Regions from separate parts of the Mus musculus genome. Here regions 1 and 2 are each linked to region 3. Evidence: chromatin contacts called from public HiChIP or PLAC-seq and promoter capture Hi-C data. All regions are on one chromosome and are shown on one strand. The core of a region is the stretch at or near the end of the contact, and the rest is flanking DNA. Distances in the headings are between cores, read along the strand shown. Region 1 holds the start of A930015D03Rik (RIKEN cDNA A930015D03 gene). Region 2 holds the start of 2410017I17Rik (RIKEN cDNA 2410017I17 gene). Region 3 holds the start of Olfr94 (olfactory receptor 94).

What was found. Promoter capture Hi-C pulls out the DNA fragments that hold promoters and counts their contacts. HiChIP or PLAC-seq counts read pairs in DNA pulled down with a chosen protein or histone mark.
Region 1: a promoter capture Hi-C map of embryonic stem cells shows a contact between it and region 3, with 4 times the contacts expected there. The contact joins the promoter of A930015D03Rik here to the promoter of Olfr94 in region 3. A contact is called at or near these places in 2 of 39 promoter capture datasets (embryonic stem cells and hippocampal neurons).
Region 2: an H3K27ac HiChIP or PLAC-seq map of embryonic stem cells shows a contact between it and region 3, with 2.1 times the contacts expected there. The contact joins the promoter of 2410017I17Rik here to the promoter of Olfr94 in region 3. A contact is called at or near these places in 2 of 39 promoter capture datasets (embryonic stem cells and hippocampal neurons) and 2 of 115 datasets of contacts at active chromatin or transcription factors (both in embryonic stem cells).

What each region holds. Positions count from the first base shown.
Region 1 is chr17:35,992,949-35,997,746 of GRCm38.p6, forward strand. A930015D03Rik (RIKEN cDNA A930015D03 gene) reads left to right here and starts at 1,556. Exons shown (of 2, transcript NR_015618.2): 1 at 1,556-1,612.
Region 2 is chr17:36,142,948-36,147,302 of GRCm38.p6, forward strand. It overlaps 2410017I17Rik (RIKEN cDNA 2410017I17 gene), which reads left to right and starts at 2,071. Exons shown (of 4, transcript NR_033517.1): 1 at 2,071-2,255. Gm10499 (predicted gene 10499) reads right to left here and starts at 3,002. Exons shown (of 8, transcript NM_001370818.1): 1 at 2,913-3,002; 2 at 2,441-2,710; 3 at 1,965-2,240; 4 at 205-480; 5 at 49-77. The coding sequence starts at 2,976. It also overlaps a transcript of Gm8909 not described here.
Region 3 is chr17:37,195,488-37,200,069 of GRCm38.p6, forward strand. Olfr94 (olfactory receptor 94) reads right to left here and starts at 2,479. Exons shown (of 1, transcript NM_001011518.1): 1 at 1,319-2,479. The coding sequence starts at 2,479. The coding sequence ends at 1,319. Ubd (ubiquitin D) reads left to right here. Exons shown (of 2, transcript NM_023137.3): 2 at 1-614. The coding sequence ends at 226.

The DNA of each region.
Region 1 (4,798 bases), core at 306-2,805, 1.2 Mb before region 3:
TGACTGTTTGATAGATGGACAGGCTGTTGGATTGCTTCTCTCTCTCTCTCTCTCTCTCTCTCTCTCTCGTGTGTGTGTGTGTGTGTGTGTGTGTGTGTGTGTGTGTGTGTGTTGGTGATGGAGTTGTAGAGTAAGGGAACAGAGTGTAGCATGGCTCTAGTTTGGCATGTTTGTTATGGGCGATCTCCAGAGACAATATATGCAGACAGTATATGCAAGCACAGCTTGGGGAAGAGATGCTGGCTGGAGACATTGGGCACCATCAGCATAGAGGTGGGAGGAGAGGAATAGGTCATCTTCAGAGTGTAGTGTAAGCTGAGAACCTGTGTAGGAAGAGAGGAGAATTTGCAGGCGTCTTACTTCTTGTCTGGGAAGAGGAGTAAGCCAGTTAGAGAAAACCAGGAATGTAAAGGGGAGGGAGGAGAGAAGGCCCAGAGGAAGACGATGGAGGTTGAAGGTAATTGGGTTGGGGGTGGGGGGTGGGCAGGGTCAGGGTGGCATTGAACATTGTGGTGCAGTGGACCCATTGAAGAGATGAGCTTGAAGGCCCCATATAGCGGATAGAGGTGCAGGCATTGGAATAAGGATGTAATTGTCAAGTAATTTGGCTATGGGGTGGAGAGAAGGCTCAGCAATTTAGGAGCACTTGATTCTCTTCCAGGGTTTCTAGCATTCACACCCAGCAGCTCACAACAGCCTATAACTGGTGGTGACGTTCAGATAGCTGTGCGGCTACAGCTCATCTTTATGTTGAAATATTATGTATCAGTAGGTAGTAAGTAATGAGTAGCTGCAACAGCAGGAAAAACACTTGGAACTCAAGATCCCCACAGCCTTGGGTAAAGGGTCGGTCCACCGCACCTGCGACTCCGCAGTGCCACCTGCTGGTCAAGATGCGTCATGGCTGCGCAGAGGAAACCCTGACGTCGCGCGACGTTCGATGGAGCTGGGCTGTGGTGCACCCCTTTAACCCCAGCTTTTCAGGCTGAGACAAGAGGATTGCTGTGAACAGATAGGCTATCCTGGGCTAAATAACAAGACCTTATCTCATACCACAAATAAAAATTATCTTAGAGCTATTGCGTTGCTGCTGTTTTGAAACCGTTTAGCTTCGTTCTTCTACTCGTAGCAGATTTCAATGGTTGGAAAAAGTCATTTATTTATTTATTTATTTATTTATTTATTTATTTATTTATTTATTTATTTATTTATTTATTTGGTTTTATTTTTTGAGACAGGGTTTCTCTGTGTAGCCCTGGCTGTCTTGGAATTCACTCTGTAGACCAGGCTGGCCTCGAACTCAGACACCAACCTGCCTGCCTAGTGCCGAGTGTTAGGATTAAAGGTGTGTGCCACCACGGCCAGCTCGAGATAATTTCTAATACCATCTGACAGTCCATTCTTTGGGTGAAATGGTCCCCCATAGGTTCAAGTGTTTGAACGGTCGGTCCCCAGCTGCTAGCGGTTTTTGGGGAACCTTTAAGAAGGTGGAGCCTTGATAGCGGAAGTCCCACCCAACGGGTGAAGAAGACGGATGTGTTTCGCCCGTGGGCTTGGCTTTGCGTCTAGTCCGGCGTCGCAGACCGGTTTCGCCATGTCTCTTCCTCAAACGGTAAGCCCACGAAAACCTTTTAAAGTCGCTGTTTGTTTGTTTTGGTCAGAAATGTCGGTTATCAAATCTAGAAAAGCGTACAATCGTCAAGCCTTCGCAACTTGAAGCGCCTACTATAGTATTTTTCATTTTAATTTTCTCGGCTCAACTAAGCTTACTTAGTAGATTTATTCATTCATTTCAGGACAGGTTTTCTCTGTGTAGCCCTGACTTTCCTGGAGCTCGATCTGTTGACTAGGCTGGCCTCGAACCCAGATCTATCTGCCTAGGCCTACGGAGTGCTGGAAATAAAGACCTGCACCACCATGCCCGGCCCTCATTAGATTTTAATTTCCCCAGCTTTATTTATTTAGGTGTAAGTGACAAAAATTGCACACGTTTGAAATATATAACGTGGTGTGTTAAAACACATTGTTTAGGGCCGCGGAGGTTGCTTAATCGGTAAAGAGCTTGCTTTGTAGCACAGGACCTCCGAGGTTGATCATCGGAAATCGCTTTAAAAATGTGAGCGTGGTGGCTTGTTATGAAAACCCAGCTGGGAGGAAGACAGGCCGATCCCCGGGACTACTCGGGACTACTCGGTGAACCGCAGTAGCCTAAGTAGTGAGTCTTAGAGGAAAAAAAAATGGAGGCTGTGTTAGGAAAGATACAGTTGTCCTCTGGTCTCCACTCTTCACACCTTATAAAGGGAATGGTGGTAGGCACGGTGTCTCACTCCTTTAATGCCAGCATTCAGGAGGTGGATTTCTGTGAGGTCAGGATGAATGAGCCATGGAAGAGATTAAGCCAGTTACTCAGAGAACTCGATATTGGTTTTTTTTTTTTTTGGAGGGGGGGGGACTGGGGGGGGGGCGGTCTTGCTATGTAGTAGGGTCTGGCCTGGACTCTGTCTGCCTTTGCCTATTGAACGCTAGGATTAAAGGCATTCGCCACCATGTCTGGTTGAAATGAAGTTCTTGATGTGTTAGAAGTCTAATAAGCAGGGCTGGAGAGAGGGCTCAGCAGGTAAGAGCACCGGCTGCTCTTCCAGAGGACCCAGGTTCAGTGTCCAGCACTGGTGGCTGCATGCAGGCAAAAATATTCATACATTGGATCCTGGGTGGTCACAGGAAACATTGTTTAATGAAAGTTGCTAGCCCAGATCACATTCTTGCTGAGTTGAAATTTGGTGCTGGTAGTTCATAGCATGTCCGTACACAGCAGGGAAAATACAGATGGTATTATCCGCCCGAGAAGATTGCTCAGACATGGGTTTAAGCCACTAGAAAGTCTTTAGTAGCTGGCTGGGGGTGACACTGAGTGTCCAGGCTCCCAGTGTCCCCGAGTCTTTCTCTGAGTGAACTTTTTTTTTATTGTTTTTTTTTTATTAGGTATTTTCCTCGTTTACATTTTCAATGCTATCCCAAAGGTCCCCCATACCCCCCCCCCCCGAGTGAACTTTTAAACACCAAAAACCATGTTCTGGGTTGACATACTTGAGTTAACAAGAACAGTTATCCAGAAGCAGACAGCAATGTTAGTACATTTAGACATTTCCCCAGAACTACAGACTTTGATGGATTAAGTCTTTGTTTTCATTTTGTCCGGGGGATACTGTCTTGGTGCTGAGTTTTACATCCTGAATGGCACTTCCATCATGGAGTCACTTGTGCTAAGGTCTCAGAGGCCTACTGAGTGGTTGTTATTGACTATCTTGTTAATAACAAGACTATTAACAGAGGTGGCTAAGAATTGACGGAGAAGTGTAAGGCCTTGAGAGACAAATCACGTGCTGGGGTCCTTGGTTAGTGTGATTACAGAGAGTTTGGTATGTCCTAACTAACTGCTTCTGACAGGTACCCAATGCAAAGGGCAGACAGAAAGCCTCTTATACCTTTTATGGCTTCTGAGCTGAGAGCTAGCTAGCCCTGGCTTCTCAGTATAGTAGTGGTGGTCTGGCAGTGCCCATTAAATATGCTAAGGATACTAGTGGAGATCCTGAGTCTGCTACTGCCCCCGGCCCCCTTCCCCTCCCCCCTCCTTTCTCAGGAAACACCTTCCTAGACACATCAACTGTTTAATAGCATCTTGCTTCATAACGAGTGGCTGTCTTCTTCTGGACCTACCTCCATCAGCTCTCATTGCTTCTAGGCCAATAATGAATGTAGATGAAAGGATTTTTCAGAGTAGAACGGGGCGTTTTGGAAGGAGATTGCTACACTAAAGAGTAGCAGGGCCGGGCGTGGTGGCGCACGCCTTTAATCCCAGCACTCGGGAGGCAGAGGCAGGTGGATCTCTGAGTTCGAGGCCAGCCTGGTCTACAAAGTGAGTTCCAGGACAGCCAGGGCTATACAGAGAAACCCTGTCTCGAAAAACCAAAAAAAAAAAAAAAAAAAAAGAGTAGCAGGGTTCTGCTCTCATTCTCCTCTCCTCCCCTCCCCATCACCTCTTCCCAGTACCCTTATGTGTTCTGTGGCTGGAGAGCGACCAAGCTGCTGCTGGATCGAGTGATGGGATCCCCGATACGTGTTGCACCGTTTTGCACCACTAGGGGATGCAAGCAGGCCTTGTCTGTGGTTTAGGCTGACAGTTCTAGGCGGCTGTCTAGAAAGACCGAGAAGATGGAGATTCTACGATCAGTTCCCCAAAAGGTCACTAGAGGGCAGCATCTGACAGGAGGTTGCATATTGGCAGGAAGGCTAGGTGACCCTGGCCCAGCCAGTCACGAAGACAGGGCAGGCAGGCTTCGTCTTACTCACCTGCCAAGAGTGAAGCATGAATCTGGCCAGAATTCTAACGAGGAGCAACCATCTTTCACAATTGTAGCTTGATTACTTTGCATTCTTTCTTTGAATTCATCTTCACAAGGATTGACAAACATTTTTTCTCCTGTCTTAAATGGTTATGTCTGCCACAACAGTAAATACTCAAAACCTGTTGCTTGGTTATCCTGCCACACTTTGCTCTTCTCTATGCTAGCGGGAGACTTTGTCTATATTATCTCACCTTAAATCATGCTCAGTGATGTCACTTTGCAGGGGTTGGTTTTGATTTTTTTGTCTATTGTATAACCTTGACTATCCTGGAACTCACTCTGTAGACTAAGCCTCTTTCGAGCTCCAAAAAAACCGACCCCTCCGCCCCTCCCCCAGCCCCGTGCCAAGATCAAAGATGTGCCCCGCTGCCCAGCTCACTTTGCATTTTTTA
Region 2 (4,355 bases), core at 821-3,320, 1.1 Mb before region 3:
ATATAATAAATAAAAAAAAAAAAAAAAAAAAAGAACAGCCATGATTACCATGTTGGAGTCCGTGGATGGAGGAGGCTCTGGGAAGGACAGGTACAGGAAATGAAGGTGAAGGTTATGATCCCAGCTCTGAGCCATGACCAGCTCAGGGTCTGCAGAAGGCTCCAGCTTTCCCTGACCCCAGCTCTGCACCCACACTCTCCTTACCCCATCTCAGGGTGAGGTGCTCAGGCAGCCCCTCATGTTCCACATGGCATGTGTAATTCTGCTCCTTCCCAAGAGGCACCACCACAGCTGCCCACTTCTGGAAGGTTCCATCCCCTGCAGGCCTGGTCTCCACAAGCTCTATGTCCTGGGTCAGCTCCTCCCCATTCAACTGCCAGGTCAGGGTGATGTCAGCAGGGTAGAAGCCCAGGGCCCAGCACCTCAGGGTGACATCACCTTCAGATCTGGGGTGATGGGTCACATGGGCTTTTGGGGGATCTGTGTGGAAGATTTAAGAAATCACACGATTAACAAGACAAACTGAAATCTACACAAGACTCAATCAAATCAATGAAGACACTGAACAATATGTCTGTTTGACACTTCAACTGTCATGGCACTGGTGACCTGCAGGCAGAGCTGGTCCTCTCAGCACAGAACTGCACATTTTCTTTTGGGACTCAGAAGCCAAGAGAGAATCCATCAACATGGTCATCCTTATGTGATGTTCAATAGCATAAATGAGGTAGTCAAAGAATGGAAGAGGGAATGGCAAAAAAGTAATTTAATATGTGTTTGAGTTCATTTCAAGATCAGATATTAGGGCCATATGCTCTTGGTAGGATGCCACCACTGAGTCTTCCACTGTGGTCATCTTGCAGACCAACATTAACTGTCAGTTCAAGTGAACAGCCATCACAAAGTGTGCAGCCAGAGAAAATGACTCCCTGCCCCTGACTCTGGGGGACAAGGTACAGGTATGTTACACAGGACCCCTGGAGTGAGCTGTGGACCCCAGTGCAGCACTCACTGGAACACACTGGGCCCACAGGGAGGGCTCACTATAGCCCTGGATTTCAGAAGACCCTGTCACTCAGAAAGTCCAATTCCTGATTCACTAGGGGGAGCACTGTAATTTGTGGGGGCAGAGAGACAGCAGGAGGCTTCTGCATGTTTAGGTCTGACAGGAAACAGTGTAATCTCACAATAATCGATCTTTTAATGAGAACCCTGACTTATCTTGTGTAATTATCCAGGTTAGCAATGTAGACTGATACAAATGATAATAGGAGGGCAGGGAGAAACAGGATCACTCCAGTGCAGACAAAAACTGACTAGAAACAAAATAACGCCTTCAAAAAAAAAAAATAAAGAAAGAAAGAAAAAAGAAAGAAGAAAAAGAAAAGAGAAAAAAGAAAAAGAAATTCCAGTATTTATATTCCTCCAGGGTAGCCCATAAGGGCTCATGTGACCATTCACCACTGTAGGAATAGAAAGAATTGTGTTACAGACAGGGAGGGATCTGGGAGAATGTATTCTTTGAAAATTCTAGAAACTGGGGCAACCAGCCTAGTGTTGGGGAGTCCATGTCTCCCATCAGGTAAAGGCGACTTCAGGTCCTGAGGTGTAAGGGCTGACACACTCAGCAGGACAGGAGTCCATGTCCACAGACAGTGGGTGTGGGCAGAGAATCCAGACTAGGAGAGGCCATGGCTGACAGAGGCTATAGGGGAACTGAAGGGAGCAGCTGTTGTCACCTCAGGGAAATTCTCTCCTTCCCTCCTGAGACAGCCTGGGCACTGTCCAGGGAGAAGGCTGAGCCCTGGAAGAGTCAGTGCAGTCACTGTGACAAGGGATCAAGAGACCCAGGGACACACTCTCCCTTCTGGGACAGGGGCATCACCCCAGCTGAGGGTTTCTTCTTCCCCAGGACTGAGCCCCAGCCCGAGGGCAGAGGGAGGAGCTGCCCGCGGCCCCTGCACCTGTGCGCAGCAGCGTCTCCTTCCCGAGCTGCAGGTATCTGCGGAGCGACTCCACGCACTCGCCCTCTAGGTAGGCCTTGTAATGCTCTGCAGCACCAGCCTGCTCCCACTTGCGTCGGGTGATCAGCGCTGCCAGGTCCGCCGCCGTCCACGTGTTCAAGTCTTCGTTCAGGGCGATGTAATCTCGGCCATCATAAGCGAACTGTAGGTATCCGCGGAGGAGGCGCCCGTCCGACCCCACGTCACAGCCGAACAACAGCTGGAACGTGTGAAGGCCTGCGGGATCCCAAGGTCAGCGCCGCTCACCCGCACCGCCCCCGCTCGCCCTGGCCTAGTCCACCAGCGGACTCCTCCAAAGTGAAAGGGAAACCGGTCCTGGGTCGGTTCTGCTCCCGAACCTAGACTTGGGATTGGAGATCTCCGGCCCCTGTCTAGGGACATTTCGAGCTCGTGACCTCCCACCCAGGGTCACTCACCGCCTTCACTCTGGTTGTAGTAGCGCTGCGCGGTCCTCAGGCTCCCTCGGAAACTCTGCTCATTGCGCTTGGCGATCTGTGTCTCCCGCTCCCAATACTCCCGCCCCTCGTGCTCCATCCATGGAGCCCGCGGCTCATACCTCGGATTCTCCGCGTCGCCGTCGAAGCGCACGAACTGCGTGTCGTCCACGTAGCCGACAGAGATGAATCGGGGTTCCCGGAGGCCAGGGCGGGACAAGGCGGTCTCGAAATACCGCATCGAGTGTGAGCCTGGGGGCGGCGCGCGGTGAGACCCGGACCTCCTCACGGGACTCCGGCCCACTGCGCGGGCCGGGAGGGGAGCAGGGCGCCGGGCTCCGGATGCGGGTGTAGAAGGGCGGAGGGTCTTGTGAGCGACGGGGGGACGCGGATTCCACAGTGCCGTCCCCGCCCCTCCACGCAGAGGCCGTTTCCCTCCCGACCCCGCACTCACCCGCGCGGGTCTCGATCAGGGTCAGGGCGGCCGCCAGCAGCAGGAGCAGCATTCGCTGCGCCATTGTCCCATCTGGGATACAGGGCATTTGAGGCCCTCGGGCTGCTTGGACTTTATAACCAGCGCCCGCGGAGGAGCTGTTGGTTCCTTCCCCAGGATCCTGCCACCCAATGGAGATGAGACCTGCCAGATAATTCCTGCTACCTCCGGGTCCAGAGAGGGCATCAGATCCCCAGGAGCTATAAAGTGGTGCTGCTCCAGGGCAAGGGAGGGGCAGGAGCTGAGCTGCAGGAGAGGGTGGTGTCTGCAGGGAGCAGAGTGAGGCCCTTGTGCACCTGTGTCTTAGTGAGGGTTTCCATTGCTGTGATAAGACCCCATGACCAAAAGCAACTTGAGGAAGAAAGGGTTTCTTTCAGTTTACACTTCCACATCTCAGTCTATCATTGAAGAGATTCATGGCAGGACCTTGAGAGAGGATTCTAAGTAGGAACTGAAGCAGAGACCATGAGGATCAGTGCTAATAGCTTTGTAGTTTATGGCTTGCTCAGTCTTCTGTCTTATACAATTCGTGATCACCACCCAAGACCAACTCCAGTGGGCTGAGCCTTTCCATACTGATCATTCATAATAATTTAAAAATGCCTTATAGACTTTCCCAAAAGCGTCCTGGATGGAAGCAATTTCTCAATTCAGGATCCTCTTCTTATATATGTCTCAGTTTGTGTGGAGTTAACAAATGCAAACAGCACAGCACCCTGGTGCAGGGTCACTCAGTGAGAGATGAGGGAGGAGGATGTGTGAGTTCCTCCCCCTGAGCTGAGCCAGGGACCTGCCCTGTGGACAGAGGCCCCCTGGAAAAACAATTGGAATGCAAGGAATGGGAGCACAGTGGGTTCCAACTCCATTCCTGCCCCTCAGTCCTGAGGACCTGTCTCTTCCTGCCTGTGCTTGACAAGATTGATATAACCTCCGGAGGGACTGATAAAGTCAGGGCATGGGAGGAGATGGGGAGGAAAAGAGGGACCTTTTCTTACCTCAGAGCAGGGTAATCAGATTTTGGGGAGACTGAGGATAGGTAGGTAGGTATGTATGTAGTTAGTTAGGTAGGTAGTTTATAGATAAACAGACAGACAGATAGATATAAAAGGCGGGGTGTGAACATCTTTGGGGACCCAAGAAAGCTGGATGCTGTCTAGGTTCAAAAAAAGCATGCTGTTCCCTCACTGTCCAGGCTCTGCAGGGCCATCTGCAGCTGGGGCATGCAGATGCATTCTTGGGGCATTTGGGGCAGGTGCTTTGAAGCTGTCTGGCATGCAGAGTTTGAGGAAACACCTGGAGCTAGCATTTTACTGAAGCATATCTGTATATATAAGGTTCAGAGGATAATGTTTAGGGGGTTAGAATAAATTGTTTTCCTTAGCTGAACATTCTAAACTTTTAGAC
Region 3 (4,582 bases), core at 1,229-3,728:
TCTGGTGGAGTCCAAAAACGAGGGGCAAAGGCACCTCCTCCGAGTTCGAAGATCCAGCTCAGTGGCCCAGGTGAAAGAGATGATCGAGAGTGTGACCTCTGTGATCCCTAAGAAGCAGGTTGTGAATTGCAACGGAAAGAAGCTGGAAGATGGAAAGATCATGGCTGACTACAACATCAAGAGTGGCAGTTTGCTCTTTCTGACAACACACTGCACTGGGGGATGACCACGGGGATGCGGTGATGAGAAGCTCAAAGCCGATTTCCTCTGAGCTATTACCAATCACATCTCTTGATGATATAAAAAATTAACGAGAATGAAATAAATATTTGAGGGAAGTGGAGTAGATTAAAAGTATTTGTCAAGTCTGTGAATCTTGTTTCTAACATAGTTCATTCGCAGGGTTGTTGATGAGGGCAAAAGCTGAACCTTTAGTCAGGTGTGGTGGTGCAAACTTAATTCCAGGACTTGGGATGCAGGGGAAGGTGGATCAATGAATGATTGTTGAACCAAATTGAATTTTAATTATAGAGTATAGAGAAAGAATGTGTTATGGAATATGATTGTTTACCATAACTGGATCATAGTCTAATAAATTATTTAAATTCAGTCATCATCTTCTTAAAGATATTTGGTATGAAATAAAACCTAACACCCTCTCCACGTGTCGGGTGGGCAAGGAAGGGGAAGAGCCTTATCCTATCCGGCAGATGGGAGTCCCAGTTTAACCAGGGCCAGCACAATTGCCTATTATTTGCAGACATTCTTTGACGTTCTGTAGTGGGCATGGTGACCTGGCTAGGTTTGCATTAGCTGGACTGGCTCCCCAAGAATGGAAACCATGTCTTGTTTCTGGAAGAGATCTCTGTAAGGTGGGGCCCATAACTTCTTTGTTAACCCGAGAGAGACTCCACCTGATGGGCGAGGTCATGGAATTTTTTAAGGTCTTTTGTAAGCCTGGAGAAAAAAATAAAGGTCAGCACCAGGGTGCTCATCATCTTATCTCCAGGTGGATTCTTCAGGGCTGGTACAAAGTCTCCTCAGAGTGCATCTGACCCCCTCCTGCATCCTGCTTCCCTCCTTACTGAGAGTCCCAAGAGCCATTTACCACATCACCATTTAAGAGTGTTTATATATTTCAGGAGTCCCCTCTCCGCACCCCGCAAGAATTCAAACCCTACCCGGTGAGAGAAAAGAATCTCGCTACTAACCCAGAACTCACGGAGCACAAAACTTGCAGATCCTTATGCACAGACAAAAATTATGAGCATCCTATTTCCAGGACTCTGAGCCCTTCTCAGTTTTTTCACTGTCCCACCTATGGCCTCCCCAGACTCCGCAAGAGCCTCAGTGCCGCCCCCTTCACTTCCTTGTTCCTCAGTGTGTAGATGAGAGGATTGAGAGCGGGAGTGACCACCGTGTAGAAGAGCGAGACGAATTTGCCACGGCCCTGGTTGTAACTATGCGTGGGTTGCAGGTAGGTGTAGGTGGCAGAGCCATAAAATAGGCAGACCGCGGTCAAGTGAGAGCCACATGTGCTCGCCGCTTTCCGCCAGCCAGAGCTGGAGTGCATGCCCCAGACCGCGCGGCCCACGGCGATGTAGGAGGCCAGGATGACCGCCGAAGGCACCAACAGGATGACCACACGCGCGGCGAACATCTGGCGCTCGGTGGCGCTGCGGCCGCCGCGGCAGGCCAGCTGCAGCAGCGCCGGCAACTCGCAGATGAAATGGTCCAGACAGCGGGGTGCGCACAGGGGACGCGCGGCCAGCAGGGCGGTCTGCGCCGCGGAGTTGGCCAGGCCACCGAGCCAGGAGACTCCGGCCAGCGTGCGGCACAGTAGCGGCGAGGCCAGTGAGGTGTAGCGCAGAGGGTTGCATACCGCAGCCGCGCGGTCCAGCGCCATGACGGCCAGCAGCACGCACTCGGCGGAGCCCAGCGCCAGCGATGAGCACAGCTGAGCCATGCACCCAGCGCGCGGTAGCTGCAGCATTGAGCCGCGCAGGCTGGCCAGCAGCGGTGGCACCACACTAGTGGTGAAACCCACATCCACCAGAGCCAAGTGGCAAAGGAAGTAGTACATGGGTGTGTGCAGGCGAGGGTCGCGAATGGCCAGCAGCACCAACGCCGCGTTGCCGGTGAGCGTTAGTAGGTAGCAGAGAAGGACCAGTGCGAAGAGGACAGGCTGCAGAGAGGGCCAGTCGCTGAAACCCAGCAGTAGGAAGCGCTCCGCTGAGCTGTGGTTAGCCTGAGGGGGAAAACTCCAAGAAGGTTCGGAAGGCGAGACAAAAATATTTAATGCTAGACAGTGTTGCGGGCCTTGCGCTGGGAGGCAAAGGCCAGAAATTTCTGTGAGTTCGAGGCCAGCCAGAGCTACATAGTAAAACCCTGTCTTACCGCTAACCACAACAAACAAGAACCTCCAATATGGGATAAACTCGGCACATGCCCAAGTTTTGGTTTTGTTACATAGCCACATCCCAGTATTCCTTTACAAGTCCTTCAAGGGGGATAGAAACTGTGCTTAACAGGTGAGCCAATTAGACACAACTTACAAGATCAAATTGTCCTAAGTCTATCGCTAGCTAACCAGGTCTGTGTTCCTGGTTCTGGTTGCCCTTCCAGGGATTAAGGAAGAAATTCAGCATTCCTCCTAAGGGCAGCTATAAAGATACTTTGTATAAGAAGGGCATACTCCACTCTGAGCACCCCGCCCCCAGTTTTCCTTAAAAGTGGGCGTTGTCTAAGAGTTAAGCCTGAGTGAGACTAGATGGAGCAGTATCATCCACTTTTCTGTTTATGCAACAGTTAAAGCCAAGTGCGCTCTGATAGGAGGAGCCAAGAAATATCTAGCTATAGTTTCCACTGGACTACACCAAATATGGTAACTGTAGCCAATCAAATATTTTTGTCCTTAGTCTCCTTTCCTTCCTCTCTGCCTCCGTTGTCTCTGCCTGTCTTGAGGTTTCTTTCCTTCTCTCCCTGCCTGCTTCTCTCTCTCCCGCCCTCCCTTCTTTCCAGTAGGGCCTCATGAAGCCCAGGTTGGCCTTCAGTTCTACTTGAGAGGCAGAGGATGGCCTTTGAACTCCTGATCCTCTTGTGTCAACCTCCAGAGAGCTAGGATTATAATCATGAGCTACAGTGTCCAGCATCCACCCAAATGTTTCTTTGTTTTACTTCTGTGTTCATCCTATCAAAATGTTCCCTATGTTTCCCGGCTGTGGCCCACTGAACCACTTTTGCCTGATTCAGAAATAGCTATTTGCTCAAATAAACCCGTTTAAAGTTTATTGTGCCTCGCCCCCCCCCCCCTTGGGCTGGGGATTGAATCTGGGACCTTGCACATGCTAAGCATGCTCAGACTGAGCTATGCTCCTACTCTGTGAGTTTGTTTTTAACATGTTATACTGGAATACTTCCTATCAGACCAGAAATGAGGAGCCCTCAGGCCTCAAACTGTACTCAGCTAAAACAACAGTGTCTGGTTGGTTATTTGAGATGTAGAAATCATTTCATATCATTCTCCTTCAAGTTTGTCATGTGTAAATGGTGGTGGAATTTGACTTCTTGGGTCTATCATGGGCTTTCCTGTCAACTGTTTCTCAAACAAATTTAAAAGAAATGCAAGAAACAAAAAGGACCTCGATTTCAAGGCTCTAGGTATTGATACTGAATTCAACAATCTGGGGGATACAGAAATTATCATGGTTGATAGAATAGATAAAACTTGCACAAGAGTCTTTCTATGCATGCTTTATGACAGATATCACATATATAACTTGTGAACACACTTAGTGCTTTTAATTTAAAAAGAACCACAGCCCTCTGGCCTGGCAAGATGTCTTACCAAGTAGAGGCCCTTGCTGCCTGATGGCCTGAGTTTCAACTCTGGGATCCATATAGTGGAAGAGAACTGACTCCTTCAAGTTGTCCTCTGACCTTCACACGTATGATGTGGCACGCACCCCCACCCCCAATCGATCAATCACAAGCTTTTTAGTTTTTTTCAGGAAGTAATCCGTCTCCCAATACAACACCTTGCTTATCCTCACCAGGCAGAGAAAGTTTCAATGTGAATAAGAACTTAAGGCTCCTTAGATTTGAGTCTTGATTCTGCTACTTTCTAGATGATACCCATGAGCATGTACCTAACCCCTCTGTGCCCCTATTCGTCCCATGGAAACATAAGTTGGTAACAAGAGTTAAATACACAGAGTGCTTTGAACAGTGCCTGGCACACAGTAGGTGAGTGTTAACTGTTATCACCCCTATTTATAAGCTAGCATATACAGTTTTGTTTTCATTATTTGATACTTTTTAGTGTTGGAAATTGAACCCAGGGCCTTTGTGCATTGTGCATATATATATCTCCCTACTGGTCACACACTGAATCATATCCCTGGCCTGGGAAATTGTTTTGTTTGTCAAGACAGAGTCTTATTATTATGTATTATTCTAAGCTGGCCTCGAACTCAGAATTGTCCTACTTTGGCCACCTGAGAGCTGAGACTACTGTGTGTGTGTGTGTGTGTGTGTGTGTGTGTGTGTGTTCCTGAACCACTCAAGCTCTAGGACATGAGGG